Regions from separate parts of the Zea mays genome. Here region 1 is linked to region 2. A link is a contact called in public Hi-C data. All regions are on one chromosome and are shown on one strand. Each heading gives the region's core, a stretch centred on a gene start, on an enhancer-like site or on the middle of the called end of the contact. The rest is flanking DNA. Distances are from core to core; before and after follow the strand shown. Region 1 holds the start of LOC100282503 (lactate dehydrogenase1). Region 2 holds the start of LOC100275520.

The links. Hi-C and Micro-C count contacts between places; a contact is called where the count stands out from the background.
Region 1: a contact with region 2 is called in a Hi-C map of ear, with 1.7 times the contacts expected there. The contact joins the promoter of LOC100282503 here to the promoter of LOC100275520 in region 2. A contact is called at or near these places in 4 of 25 Hi-C or Micro-C datasets (ear, leaf and tassel).

What each region holds. Positions count from the first base shown.
Region 1 is chr5:69,374,770-69,379,875 of Zm-B73-REFERENCE-NAM-5.0, forward strand. It overlaps LOC100282503 (lactate dehydrogenase1), which reads left to right and starts at 2,814. Exons shown (of 2, transcript NM_001155412.2): 1 at 2,814-3,596; 2 at 3,892-4,689. The coding sequence starts at 2,976. The coding sequence ends at 4,338.
Region 2 is chr5:69,116,846-69,122,021 of Zm-B73-REFERENCE-NAM-5.0, forward strand. It overlaps LOC100275520, which reads left to right and starts at 3,284. Exons shown (of 1, transcript NM_001149579.1): 1 at 3,284-5,176. The coding sequence starts at 4,482.

The sequences.
Region 1 (5,106 bases), core at 1,564-4,063, 260 kb after region 2:
ATGGAAATCCTCAAATTCTTCAGAGCAAGGTCTGGGTATGCCGCCAATTCCACCTAGCCAAAACCAGTTTTCTGCTCGTGGACGGATGGGTGTCCGGTCCAGGTAATTCAACAGTGGCATTGACATTTACTACTTTTTAATTATATTTCTATATTGCTCTCCAAGGTATTATCTGGCAAACTGATGGGTTTTCTCTCTGTTTTTCATTTTAGATATGTTGACACATTCAATAGATCAGGTGCATCTGGTGCAATGCCATCATATAACAAACCAGCTGCTCCATCTATGACACCACCAGCTGGTGCCAAGTTCTTCATGCCAACTGCAGCACCTGTTGCCGCGGATCAGATGATACCACACCAAGCAGCAGAGATACACAGTGAAACCATCCATCAGGATGAGCGGTCAGCCTCACCGCCAGCAGAAACATCATTTTCTTCAACCCCACCACCCACGCAATTTCCATCACCAGTGCAATCAACAATTTATCGGCAATCTAGTATGGAGAACATCTCCACCCCTTACCAGGGTTCCGGGGTATCGTCATTAAGCAACGACAGCTCATTCTCAAAATCTCGAGCCGCGTCCTGGAGTGGGACATACTCTGAGCAGTTTAATGCTTTTGCGGGCACTATATCGCCTGACAGACAGACGACGCATTCACCACTGATGCCTGGCAAACCACCACACAGCCGTTCCAACAGCAACTCATCAGGGCATCTCAATGGATTGGCAGAGGATCTTCATGAGGTCGAGCTGTAACTGGCGACTGGTCAGCATGACCGTCGCAACTCGTGTCTTAAAGGCAGCGATGACAACCCCTCCCCAAGCAGGTGACAGAAAAGAAGGTGCCCTTAAAATGCTGACCACGGGGATGCCGCAGCTGGAATGGGCTTGGTGTGACTTTGCACGAGATTCTGGGGCGCGCTCTAAACCACCGAGGTGCGTCAGGCCTGTACTAATAGAGATGCAGGGTTTTTTTTTGTAGCCATATATACATATATGTTGGTTTTGTGTTTTAGAGAGAAGGGAAAGGGTTGGGTGGGCCTTTGTTTACAGGTGGGAAGGGAAGAGAAGCAGCATGCAGATGCCCTTGTACAGATAATCTGCCCCTACCCAGTTTGTTTAAAACGCAAACAACGCCATTTTGGTTTTAGTTCCCTGGAGAAGGATAGAGGAGAAGGTGTGTGTCTTTGTAGTGTGAGAAGCATGGCTCTGTAGTGTTGTTGTTATAGTGTACTACTACTGTGCTAGCCAGCCGCATACACAGACTGTTTATTCTTTGGAGACGAATCAATTCTTTCATCTTGACTAGGGCATTATTATTTGTTAACATAATGCTGCATCTTGTTATGTACGTAAAAGTCAAGAGAAGGTACAAATTAAGCCATATGTTATGTACTAGTAAACAATGATACAGGATGCAGATGCTTATCGATTGATACGTTGATGTAGCAAGAGTGGCGGCGGTACGCGTGGTTTTGGTTAATTGACCAGGTGAGTGAAAACCGGCTGCTCAGCTCCAGGATTTGCCTCGCCAGACACACAGCACATGCTTGCCTTTTCCCATAACCTTTCACAGCTCTCTCTCTCTCTCTCATTTTCTTCTGTCCGACATACATGTGGAGCTCTTAGTAAAGCTGCTTTACTAAACATTTTTTTTTAAAAAAAAACAGCTCAATTTTACTGATAAAGTCGCTCGCGAAGTTGCTTTACAAAAGAAGAAGCTTCAACAGTAAAGCTGAGATGTACTAAATGTTATCTAAATGAAAAATGCAGTCATAGATTTTGACCAATTCAATATTTTCCAAAGCTTTATTAGACTTGTAGAAAACATTATGAATATTTGTATGTGTAACCTTAGAGCACTTATATAAGTCATAACAAATGGCGTACTTATATAACCACAATGTACTGGTGCTGCGTCATTATTTTATACTACGCATATATTATTATAAGTAGAGAAAGCTCACAAAACCATGCGCGCGCCCCCCTGTTTGTTTCGGTCGCTAATTACACCCTTTGTATCGTTGGTTGATGATGGTCTCCACCGGCCGTACGAGTCATCGATCGTTGATTTATTTTTATCACCGACTTGCACGCCTTTCGAACAAAGACGCAACAAAGGAAAGCGAAAGCGTCACGAACGAGGTTGTTCCCTGACAGTTGTTCGACTAATACAACTGCAAGACACTGAATAAGCAGTAAAAATCAATATAGATTAAAGTTAAACGAACATGCTCAACATCGAATACTACTCATATGTGTTATTATTAAGAGAATACCACCAAGGTAGAAAAGTTAAAGGACCTAAACTGTTGTGCCGGGAGAGTTGTGCGACGAACAGATGTAAATATGATAAAATAAGTTCAAAGTTCATATAGATAGCACGATCACACTTAGGGCTAGTTTGAAGCCATAAAAATGGAAGAGATTAAATGAGATAAAATTCACTTATTTAATTTTAAATAAGAAGAGAGTTTTAACCCCTCTAATTCTCTCCAGTATTTTAGCTCCTAAACTAGCTCTTACAGCAGTAAAAGACCCTTGATGGTAGCGTATGCAAAGAGAAGGAACTATTCAATGAATTGTTTTTTTAATCACTAGTAGTATGGTGGGTAACTGTCGTCAACCGGCCCTATCTACTTCAGTTTAGTGAAGCACTAAACCGCACCTTGGTATGTTCAAATTTAAGATTTTTTTTGAAACGAAACAATTTTAACCAGCGGCTCCAAACCGGTGAAGTGGTTTGGTCTTTGGTGTGGGGCCAGGGTATTAATGGAATTGAATATATAAAGAGCAGGGTGGTGGACCTTTCCCCTCCCACGAGTCGAGTAGCCATTGCCCATTGCCATTCCTTCCTTCCTCCACAGAGAAATCCGATCCGCGGAGATTTGACCCAACCAGATCATATCACACACGTAATCCCATCCCATTCCGCCCGCAACAGCAGCACCACCGGTGGGAAGAAGAAGATGAAGAAGGCCACTTCGCTCTCCGAGCTGGGCTTCGACGCCGGCGACGCGTCGTCGGGCTTCTTCCGCCCTGTGTCCGGCGACTCGTCGACGCCGACGTCGCAGCACCACCGGCGGAGGCTGACCAAGGTGTCGGTCATCGGCGCGGGCAACGTGGGGATGGCCATCGCGCAGACCATCCTCACGCGCGACCTGGCCGACGAGATCGCGCTGGTGGACGCGGTCCCGGACAAGCTCCGCGGGGAGATGCTGGACCTGCAGCACGCGGCGGCGTTCCTGCCGCGCACGCGCCTCGTGTCCGGCACCGACATGTCCGTGACCAGGGGCTCGGACCTGGTCATCGTGACGGCCGGGGCGCGGCAGATCCAGGGCGAGACGAGGCTCGACCTGCTCCAGCGGAACGTGGCGCTGTTCCGCAAGATCGTGCCGCCGCTGGCGGAGCAGTCCCACGACGCGCTGCTGCTCGTCGTGTCCAACCCCGTGGACGTGCTCACCTACGTCGCCTGGAAGCTTTCGGGCTTCCCGGCCAGCCGCGTCATCGGATCCGGCACCAACCTCGACTCGTCCAGGTTCAGGTTCCTTCTCGCCGAGCACCTCGACGTCAACGCCCAGGACGTACAGGTTCGTGAGGAGTAATGACATCTGCCATTGGCCCACATCTGCCAGAGGCATCAGTTCCCGTTGGACTGTGACCACTCCTCTGGTTGCTAAGAGCGTCTCCAAAAGATTTCATATTTTAAATGTAGGGTAAAACTGAGCATAAACTTGGTAAAAAGATTTGAGCTGATTTTAAACTCGGTAAAACCGAGAGCATAAACTTGGTAAAAAAAGAAGAAGGAAGAAGATTTGATCTGATTTAAATCTTGGTAGAACTGAGCATACAACATGTCTATGAATCAATCAATTTGTTTTGCAGGCGTACATGGTCGGCGAGCACGGCGACAGCTCGGTGGCGGTGTGGTCGAGCGTGAGCGTGGCGGGGATGCCGGTGCTCAAGTCGCTGCAGGAGAGCCACCGCTGCTTCGACGAGGAGGCGCTGGAGGGCATCCGCCGCGCCGTCGTCGACAGCGCCTACGAGGTCATCAGCCTCAAGGGCTACACCTCCTGGGCCATCGGCTACTCCGTCGCCAGCCTCGCCGCGTCGCTGCTCCGGGACCAGCGCCGCATCCACCCGGTCTCCGTCCTCGCCAGGGGGTTCCACGGCATCCCCGACGGGAACGACGTCTTCCTCAGCCTGCCCGCCAGGCTCGGCCGCGCCGGCGTCCAGGGCGTCGCCGAGATGGAGCTCACCGAGGAGGAGGCCAAACGACTGCGCCGCTCCGCCAAGACCATCTGGGAGAACTGCCAGCTCCTCGGCCTCTGATGATCACATCACCGTCTCTCTTCATTAATTAATTATTGCATCAATTTCCACAACCTAGCAGCAGCATCCGGTACCCGTGTTCAATAAAAACAAACCGCTACAATGTGTGCTTTCTAGCTGCATTAAGCTGCTTACTACGAGTATTTGGGCTGTGGCTTTCTTTTTCATGTATCTCACCAAATCGTTATTGTTGTGAGAGCTATACTACACGGTGGTATCAAGAGTATCACAATGCCCAACAGGCGATGGATTGAGCTTTCCTAATTTTTTCATGATAAATTAAGTTCTACTCCCTCCGTCCACATAAATTTGTCTTTCTAGATTTTTTCGTAAGTCAAAATATTTAAACTTTGATCAACGATATATATAAAAGAATAAATTGTTTTAAACTAAAAAATTTATTCCCTCAGTTCTTTTTTATTTGTCGCAGTTTAGTTCAAAAATAAACTAGCGGATGACAAATATTCGAGAACGGGGATAGTATATATTATGATAGTTCAAGTTATAATGAATATTTTGTTTTTGCTTTTATGTTGTAAAATTTTATGAACCATATGGTAAAACTAGTCAAAGTCCATGATGATTGACTTAGGGCAGACCTAAAAGGATAAACTCATGTGGACGGAGGAAGTAGTTGCAAGCCTAACTTTACCCTTGTCTCTAATATGTAATCAAAAGTTTTGTATTCTGATTTCCAAACCTATATTATCATGACAATTCTTATAATGTAAATTTTCGAAGTGAATTTCTCAAAAGTAAATACATATA
Region 2 (5,176 bases), core at 2,034-4,533:
TCGGGCGCGTGGGGAGGTGGCCGGGAGAAGCACGGTGTGGGCGCGTCCACGGCGGGGCGTGCAGGTGGGAGGTTAGGGAGACGGAGAGAGCTGACGAGTGGGGTCTGCGGGTCAGCGAGAGAGGCCGCACGAATAGGTGGTCAGCACTAACGGATGGGTCCCGCTGCGCAGAGAGAGAATGGGACGCGCACGCGAAGGGGATTGGCGACGATAGCTCGGTCCCACCGGCCAGAGAAAGAGGAGGAGCAGGTGCGCGAGTGAGCGCAGACGAAGGAAAAGGCGCTCATAGGCGGGGCCTGGCTGTCAGGGAGGGGCAGGCGTGCGCACGAAGCTGAGCTGGGCTAGACTGGGCTAACTTGGGTTGAATTGTTTTTTCCTTTTTCTTCTGAATTTCAAATTGCTTTTCTTTTTATTTTCTCTAGGAAATTCAATTCAAATCAAACCACAATTCAAATTCAAATATTTCAAACATGTGCATCAACCAAAAACAAAGTTTAAGCTCACAATGATGCAAGCATTCATATCTTCCCTAGGTTTTAATATTCCCAAGAAAATAATACATCACTCCCATAATTAACCCAAAATCCTATTAAAGAGAATAGAAAAGAAAAACTATAGAGGTGAGAAAAGGAGTAACACCTGAATTTGCTAGGTATTTAGAGAAGAAATTTTATACCACCAAAATCAAGGTGTTACACCCTCTCCCCAAAAAGGGCCCAAAAGCCTTTCCGGGGGGAGATGTGTGCAAAGCAAAGGGTCAATATGCGTCAACAACCAACTCGAAAGGTCGGATCAAGAAAGATCAATAGGAGGCAAGCCCTAATCTTCGTCTAGGAAAATGTAACCCCCAAGCAATCCTTGCAGATTACTTGGGGGCTCGAGGGCTACATCATACTAATGCGCTTGCGTGCATTCAGGCCACGCTCCTACGGGCATCACCTCTGGGCAACTTCTTACGGGTTCGTACCGAGAGACTACCCTAGTTTCGAGGACCAACTCAAAAGGTCGGGTCAAGGGCCACGACAACGAACATGAGTACATATGAAACAATTAGGAGGTCGGTAGAGGTTGGCAAAAAGCATGCCTATGGCTTCACCAGGAACCAAATAAACCCCCAAGAAATCCTCAACGGATTACTCGGGGGCTACATCATACTGATGCGCTTGCGCGCACTCGAAGCTTCTGACCCCTAGAAGAAAGCCTCTGACCGACTCCAAGGAGTCGCACGGAGGATCGAGGGCTGCTGTCGGGTACCTAGGAACGGGGTACCCAAGGCAAGGCCCACAAACCTCTCTCTGGCCCATTTACCAAGTCCTCGTCGGGTGTCGGGTACCATAATTAGGGGTACCCAGATCACAACCCTAAATTACCTAGACACTTGAGTAAGTAGAGGTCACAAGCAAACACGCTCCCAACCTTACCAAGGCACGAGAAACCCAAGTCATGAATTGCTCGAGGCCAACCTTGGGTGGCCAACCTCGGGTGGGAGACGCAGTCATGGCTCTCCCAAGGCCAACCTCGGACGAGAGGCGCTTTTTCGACTCACCTGAGGGCGTCTCGGGCGATGCTCCAGAAGGTGCCCAACTCCATCAATCAACTCCACCGACAAACTCTATGAGGCGGACCAACCGACCAACTCTCCGATGACCAACTCACTGTCGAGCAACCGAGCGAGTCCACGAGGTGGGGTGAATGACCAAATCCCCACGCGAGCGAGTCTGCGAGGCGGGGCGAACGACCGAGTCTCCACCGAGCGGGTCTACAAGGAAGGAACTCGAGTCGACGCTGTCGGCCCACGATAGCCGCGACAAGACACAACGTCACCAAACCATGGCCAGATTGTACCTACAAGTACCAAAAGGCGTCAAACAGACACAATGGAACGCCCCCACATGCACCCACGGATAAGCCCTCACTGACTCGCGGGGCCGGTCAACTCCAGTCACAGGGGCCTCAGCACCTAAGTTTCTACAATGGCCCATACACCAGAAAGGACGAGACAATACACCATACCAGGCGTATATCTACGTGTGCTTGATAGTGACACAAGGGGTATGACAGAAGATGAAGTTGTACCAGACATGACCTTGAACCTTACCATAATCCAACTTTGCAGGACCCGCCAGATACCATAACCAGCACCAAGCAAGCTACAGGGACTCATATACCGAACAGACAAGATGGAACGCCATACTAGGTGTACGGTAGTGCACGACCCTACGGACGACATCAGGAGACTACGCCATCCAGAGACAGCAAGCCGAGCTCCCCCTGTAGAATATAAGTCCCCACTGTAAAGTCCACCCTTGAGCTATAAAAGGGGCCGGACAGCTTTCACTTTATGTATTATGTAATTTCTATTGTAGTTTTATTTTCTATATAAACCAGGCAACTATTCGCTTAAATTATGTGCTAGATGATTTTTTCAAGCAAAACACCATGTTTCGTTTTAAATAAGCGTATGCAAAAGAAAAGTTGACGTGGTTATAGAATAAAAAGACGATGGTAGATATTGATTGGTCGATAGTGAGGCAATGATAGATACATACAGGTCAGTTGCATCGAATTTAGCGGCACCTATATGATTTTCATAATTTATTTCTCAATTAGCACAAGGGATAAGGTCTTGTTTCGTTGGGACCCTGGCAAAGTTGCCTGGGCCGGAGAACTATACATGCCATCGGTTCCATCGATTTTGAGTGCTCGACGGTTAGATCTATCTGTCTGACCGACACTCTCAGACCAAGTCACTAATAAAACAGTCCCTAAGGCTTTGCCGAGCAGCAGGTGAGCGTGATCGTAAAAATCAGCTGCGCCAGAGGCTGTGGTGCGTCGTAGAAAAAGAAGCAGGTTTAGGAGCTCGTGAAAAACTAGGAGAGGATAGAGGGTACACATATATAGAGAAGAGAGAAAGGGACACCCTTTTTCGCGACTGCACACGTAACCCGCTAGATAGAGCTACAGTGCTTCATGATTCTCTAAAAAGCGCATCCCTATTGATATAGAGAGCTGCTGGAAGTTAGAATAGAGTACGTGGTATTATAGATGATACTATTTGCAGATTAAATTTTGAAATAAGAGATGAGATGGTCTAGAGGCTTGGAGGATAGGGTTGCGGTGGGCTGGCCCACTTGCTAGAGACAGATAGAGGAGAGAGAGAATAGGAGGGGAAATCCGCATCGATTTCGTCGACGCCAAGCAACCCGAACCAAAAGCCACTCGGATCCATCTCCCACTCTCCCCTCCTCGTCATCGGCTCCTCCGCCTCCACCTCCGCCCGCCCCCTGATCCGGATCGACGACGCCGACCCCAGATCCCTTTCCTCTCCGCCGTCTCCCCGCCCGCCCGCCCGCCGATCCCACATCCCTCCCAGGCCTTCAAGCAGGTACTGATTTCGCCCCGCCTCCTGTTCCTATTCCGCTGGATCGGATCTGCCACTTGTGGCTTCCATCCCCGCCCCAATTCGATATGTTCTCAATTTCATGCTGGGCCGGCCAATTGGGAAAGAATATATTGACCCTGAATGATGCGAATTTCTGTCAGTTGCTTGTTCCGTCTGGGACAGCCGTGCCATAATTTTGAGGGTCTTCCGTCTTTAATTGGTTGCTAGTATATCAAGGTTTTCCTCCTACCTATGCATGGAAACATGGATTTAATTGTTCTCTGTACGTATATCCATCTCTTGCTAACGGAACCTGTGGATCAAAATCATCTCATGTTCGATTGGTATACTACTTTGTCATCTCACTTCTATGTGTAGATTTTAGCTTTTTTTCATAGGGCTGCCGTCTAGTTTTACTTCTGTACGTATTTCATTCACTAGATAGGTATCTAGATACTTGGATGGCGCAATTGTCTTGATTCCCAACCCAACAGCATAGTCTCGGAGTGGCTAGTACCTTGCCTGTTATAGTTATCTAACTAATAATGTACATCAATTCATTATGTCAAAGTCGTTTCATTAATTTGTTCTTCTATATATTCATCCCCTGCTTCATTTCCCTTCACCTGCTGCTGCCCCCCTTCTCAACTTAATTATCTCCTCTCTTGCCACAGTGAAGGAGCCTTATGAGCTGGTTGGCTGGGGCTTTACTCCAATTCTGGTGCTACTAAGATGGGCCAGGGCCTGCTCAGCAACAAGTCTGGGACAAGACTAAGCATAGATGAAATAGCAGGCGCTTACCATTTCTTGCTCTTGCTCTCCCCCGTGGTTTCCTTCTGGGACTGCATCTTCCGCAAGATAAGATACTCATTCAGACCTGAGTGGGTGTAGCAGCATCCTGCACTCACCCACCCATCTTAGCAACAGTTCCTTTCCTTTTCTTCCTCGTTATTAAAATAAAAAAAAGTTAGACAAACCAATGAGGCCAAAGAATGAAGTTTGAACATTTTGTTTTCTTTCTTCCCTAATTATACCTAGTAGTGAGTAGAGGAGTCAGGTCTACCAGAGGTAATAGTGAATAGCAGCAGGCACGGCTGTCATGGACAGGGCTACCATGAGCAGCAATCAGGCAGGCAAAGTGTTGAAGAAAGGAAAAAAGAAGCAGGCCAAGGACGAGCTGGACCGCCAGAAGCAGGCGGAGAAGAAGCGGCGCCGACTTGAGAAAGCGCTGGCAAACTCGGCTGCCATAATCTCGGAGCTGGAAAAGAAGAAGCAGCAGAAGAAGGAAGAACAGCAAAGGCTGGACGAGGAAGGTGCTGCCATAGCAGAAGCAGTCGCTCTTCATGTCCTCATAGGCGAGGACTCCGATGAACCCTGCCATTTGATGCTGAACAAGCACCATATAAGGTGCAACCATTGGGCCCCCTCGGCTGCTTTTGAATTCACCGTGGACGCACAGCCCGCCGAGGTGTACCCGTCTGAGGATGGACTGGTATGCGGCAGCCATGCGTATGCTCCCAGAGCCCCCAAGGGGAGGCGGGCTGATTGGGGGATTGGACAGGCACTGCCATGCTGGGGAGAAGTGAGTGACCTCCAAGGCCCGTACTACCAAGGAACGTTCCGTCAGTCTGTTACCTGCCCTGGCTTCATAGCCGCTCAGGCTGTGTCATCGTTGCAGATCAGGGAAGAGTCGCCAGAGGTCACCTCTCCAAGCCATGGGGCCGATGCTGCTGCGACCGTGGTTAACCGGATGCTTGGTGGCACCAGCAGGCTCAACCTTTACAGGGGGATATA